Regions from separate parts of the Xenopus laevis genome. Here region 2 is linked to region 1. A link is a contact called in public Hi-C data. All regions are on one chromosome and are shown on one strand. The core of a region is the stretch at or near the end of the contact, and the rest is flanking DNA. Distances in the headings are between cores, read along the strand shown.

Region 1 (2,632 bases), core at 76-2,575:
TTTTGTAAACCCACGTACCTGAAACATTGTGCTGGGTGAACATTAAATACAATTTGAAAATATTCTTTTGCTGCAGCTACACGGGAGAGCATTTTTTTAATTTGCAACAGAGCAGTACCATAGAGGAAAAAATGTGCCAAACAATTCATCCAAACTAAGATATCATTAATCCTTATTGGAAGCAAAACCAGCCTATTGGGTTTATTTAATGTTTACATGATTTTCTAGTAGACCTAGGGAGCTATTTACTAAATTCTGAATGCAAAAATCCCGAAAAAATTTTCTTTATAAAATCACAAATTTTTCAGAATTAATTAAACCTCGAGGATCGAAAAGTCCAAATTGGAAAATCTGGCATCTCAGACCTGTCGAGGTTGCATATAAATCAATGGGAGAAGTCTCAAAGATTTTGTGATGTTTGCTGGGTTTGTGCAATACCCAGAAGTTTTTGGAGGTTTCAGAGCAAAAAGGATGAGCAAAAAAAGGATAAGAAATCTTAAAAAAAGTTTTCGGGTGAAAATCATTCGGGGAATATATAAAGACATCTCCAGCTTGAACTATCTTGAACTACAGTTTAGAAGCTCAACGCCTGAGTTCCAGGATGCCATCCTGCTGCTAGAGGGTTGTAATTTATAAATTCCTGATTCCTGAGACAAGACTCCAGTCCTCCTTCATTGTCTGTTTTTAGACCTAATTGTGGTAACTGAAAGGGAGGATGAAGATCAAAGACATATTTACATCAGGCTCATAACCTATAACATACTTATATAGGTTATATAAAAAAACGAGAATGCCTTCTGAGCTGAAGATATACATTGCTAGTTAAGTAATCAAACAAAATGTATTACTTTTTACTGTATTACTGTATTATTAGATTTTTCAGGATTGTCTGTTTTTTTTAGGTTATCAGTCTACAGGAAAATGATGCAAACATAAGAGACAATTGTGACTGAATCAGATGTATTGCTCTTAAATAATTTAGGCAATGTCACTTCCAATGCTCAGCATAAAAATGAAGTCACAAATTCTTTAGGCACTTGGGGACGGTAGCTCCAGCGATCCTCTGCATCAGTAGGCTCACTTGTGCACAATTTTCATAACAAATGAATGATGTCTATAGTCTGCAAAATCACTTTTTCAATAGCTGGCCCATAGTAAAGCCACCAGGGATAACAGTAAACAACAGTTGTGTTGTAGTTCTTAGGACAGAAGCTCATTTACAAAGGGAGAACAATGTGTAAAGCTGTCCCACAGCCACAGCTGCTGTTCTTTTGTGGACCAGTAACTTTTACAGGCCAGTTTTAGTCCTATGGCACATGTAGCATTTTGACTGAGGCAGCCCTCAGGGAGAAACCAACAATGGTTAAAACACCCTATACTTGTTACTGCCACATCTGCTTTATGTAGAGCATTTCCCATACAACTTTGTGAGAAGTAGGGACAGGTGGATAGAACCCAGCCTGAGTCGAACAAGTTATTCCATAACACGAAGCACCATCTTTTAAAGTTATGAAATGTAAACATAATAAAACCCATATGACTATGCTTAGTTAACATCAAGTACAAGGCTCTGTCTTATTATTGTACAGAAAAATAAAATCGAAGAAAAATGAAGAAATATTGGTTGATTGATTCCTGTATCCCAAAGCCATCTGAATAATGGGTTCCTGGATTTAACAAAAAATCACACCTTCTTTGTAAAACAATAGATGCTTGAATTGCAATTAGATGTATACATATTATGTTATAATAATATCTGTTACATATTACAAATATGTGCGTACCCCCTCACATTTTACATTTCTTCAACATAATAAAAAAAGAAATGTATGAAAGAAATGTTCTTCTATAGTAAAACCCCAGTGCTACAGAGATTGAGTCCAGATTCAAACCAATCTGTCATTTAAAGGGCTGAACAGGGAAACATCTCTTTTTTGTTTTGTGCGCTTCCAGTGCATGGGCTAGCACCTTCTGAGTGACTGATAATTGTTCTAGTCATACAGGTTGCTGTTGCTGCTGCTGCTCGGCTCCCACCATCTGTGAGGTCAGAGGCCAGAGGTAAGCACTTACTGACAACATGCAGAACAAACAAGGCAAGGGGAGCAGGAAGTGAATGTTTCAAGGGTCAGAGGTGTTAATAACAACCTCAGGAAGGGCAGGCAGATGGATAAATAATAATAAGTGAAAGTTGGCGTAGAGTGTGCAGGACAGAAAGGGGCTTTGTCTAAAGCACTGGAAGTTCCGATGTCTGTTACCTCCTTATGTCATGGTTTTTGTATACAGCTCCCAGTTGTCCAAGCTGGGGGGGGGATCAATTGGCATTGCTGTGGCTTTCATTTGGCCGCAAGATCATATCTTGTAAATAAGCTTCTGTGATATACGGTTTGCCCAATCTGTTTTTTCAAATCATATATCTATATATATCTATATATCTATATATATCTATATATATATATATATCTATATATATATATATATCTATATATATATATATATATATATCTATATATATATATATATATATATATATATATATATATATATATATATACAAACGCACGCACTCTGATCCAGTCTTGAGGTTACTGTGGGTGCAGGGTCAAAGCTTTAGCATACAGTAATTGTTTCCAAT
Region 2 (2,632 bases), core at 78-2,577, 110 kb before region 1:
CTGTGACTCTAACTAAAATATTCCAGAAGGTGATGTAATCCACAACATTTTAGTTCATCTGCCATGTCTAAAGGTGGACATACACGGGCAGATAAAGCTGCACATATCCGTCCTTTAGACCAATTCGGCAATTTATCTGCCCGTGTATGGGGGCTTCCAACAGGTCTTCCTGATCGATATCTGGCCACGTTATCGATTGAGTTGGTTTAATTTTTCCGCCGACCGACCCGTCGGAGCCCATTGCTCCTCCTTCTTGTGCAAAAATGTAGTTAAAGTTTATCAAAATACTGTATAAAAGCTTTTAACTAATGCAAACAAATACAAGAAGATCCATTTCACACTTTAGAGCAGGTACACCAGGGATATGGGAATTTTGTTTTTTAAAACACATCAGTTAATAGTGCTGCCACTGAAATCAGGTTCTCAAAAGAGCAAACAGGTTTTTTAATATTTAGTTTTGAAATCTGACATGGGGCTAGACATATTGTCAGTTTCCCAGCTGCCCCCAGTCATGACTTGTGCTCTAATAAACTTCAGTCACGCTTTACTGCTGTACTGCAAGTTGGAGTGATATCCCCCCCCCCAGCAGCCTAACACCAGAACAATGGGAAGGTAACCAGATAACAGCTCCATAACTCAAGATAACAGCTGTCTTGTAGATCTAAGAACAGCACTCAATAGTAAAATCCAGGTCCCACTGTGACACGTTCAGTTACATTGAGTAGGAGAAACAACAGCCTGCCAGAAAGCAGTTCCATCCTAAAGAGCTGGCTCTTTCTTAAAGCACAAGACCTGACCTGAGATGGCACACCGATATTACAACTTAAAAAAAAAATACACTTGCTGGTTCAGGAATGGCATTTTATATGGTAGAGTGAATTATTTGCAGTGTAAACAGTGTAATTTAGTAATAAAAACAACATCATAAAAATCATGACAGAATCCCTTTAAAAAAATATAACTTTGAAATATATTTATTTAAATGTTTCAGCTTGACATTGCAAGGCAGGCTGAAAAATTGGCAATTTTATATGATAGAAATGCTACACTCTTTAGTACCATAATCATGGATTCTCACTGGGCACATCACTAACAGGGGCACAAACTACCATAGTTATTAAAGTGCTGTTTAACAGACATTGCAGAATGGGTTCATATTCAAGTACCGGCTGGTTTAAATCCTAACCAGCTACCCTGGCTAAAGTGTACATGCTACAGCTGTGAGAGTGGTCATAGCACAAAGAGAGTTCTTTAGAAACTGGAGGCATTTTATTGATGTGTGGTGTTTACTTGATCTCTTTTAGCGAGGAGCTATCCCTGCATTCAATGCCTGCTCTTCACTTTCCTGTCCTGTAGGGGGGGAGCCAAGAGTTCTCACTGCTGCTCCTAAATGACTTGCTCTGGGAGTGTGTTCACTTTGGCTGTTCCTGCTGCAGCAGCCTCTTCCTATGCCCTCTACTCTTCTGCTTACTGATACTGGTAGAGAGGTTCAAAAACAAAAATATATAAAGGCAAATTATATAAAGTTAATTATATTGGAACCAATCAGGTTATTATTTTATTTGCAGACAACACCTGGGTCATTTCAGCTAATTAACCTAATTAATTTATGTTTTTAGAACGTGCAAGGAAACTACAGCACTCAGAGGAAACCCATGTAGAGGGGTAGAACGTCCAAATGGGGACTCCAGCAGTGCAAGGCAGAAGAGCTAACTGCTTAGCCACTGTGATAGCCACTGTAATGCCCACTGGACCATAAACCAACCTAGAGGTGTTTTTTACATTCTATATTAAATGATTATTTATACAGAGAACATTTAATTTTCACCCTCCCTGCTCCAGTCTAAACCAGTCTAATTCCCTTACCATGTACACTAGGGCCAGTTTCATCAGGAGCTTCCTGTATGTATTTGAACTGTAGAACATAACCAGAATAGCCAAAGGAAATCTGTGCAAACACAGCTAGAACATTATCCCCTATTTGTAATATAAGGCTGTAAGTTTGCCCAGGAGCACTAACCCATGGCAACCAATAAGATGCTTGCATTTAAACAGATGACTAGCGAATTCTACCTGCTGATTGGTTGCTATGCTCCTAGGCAAAATTTGTGCCTTTTATGACATAACCACATATAACTCCATGCAGACAGTGCCATTGATCCTACAACAACTGGACTTGGCCATGGCTTCAGCTAACTAAAATAGCATGTTGGGTTAATGGCTCATGTCTAAAGGAGAAGGAAAGCAGTTTAAAGCAGTTTATTGCCAATAGATCAGCCACAATAGTACAAGCTATATCACTATATTTATTCTGTAGAATGCTTTACCCTACCTGAGTAAACAGTTCTAGAAGCTCTCTGTTTGTTTAGGATAGCAGCTGCCATATTAGCTTGCTGTGACATCACTTCCTGGGTGGTTCACCTTTAAGTTAACCTTTAATATGGGATAGAATGGCTTAATCTAAACAAAGTTTCAATTGGCCTTCATTTTTTTGTGAATTATTTACCTTCTTCTGCTGACGCTTTTTCAGCTTTCAAATGGGGGTCACTGACCCCATCTAAAAAAACAAATGTTCTAGAAATATGTCGTTATCGCTACTTTTTATTTTTCATCTTTCTATTTAGTCCCTCTC

The links. Hi-C and Micro-C count contacts between places; a contact is called where the count stands out from the background.
Region 2: a contact with region 1 is called in a Hi-C map of the XL177 cell line, with 3 times the contacts expected there. The contact joins two enhancer-like sites. A contact is called at or near these places in 3 of 4 Hi-C or Micro-C datasets (the XL177 cell line, the XTC cell line and animal cap).

The regions. Positions count from the first base shown.
Region 1 is chr3L:53,698,349-53,700,980 of Xenopus_laevis_v10.1, reverse strand. No RefSeq gene overlaps it. Among protein-coding and RNA genes, the nearest start is that of nsd1.L, 24 kb to the right of the region's middle. Within about 2 kb of position 1,325, at least 1 of the 7 cell types and tissues checked has an H3K27ac peak or open chromatin away from gene starts, as enhancers often do.
Region 2 is chr3L:53,808,531-53,811,162 of Xenopus_laevis_v10.1, reverse strand. No RefSeq gene overlaps it. Among protein-coding and RNA genes, the nearest start is that of LOC108710980, 22 kb to the left of the region's middle. Within about 2 kb of position 1,327, at least 1 of the 7 cell types and tissues checked has an H3K27ac peak or open chromatin away from gene starts, as enhancers often do.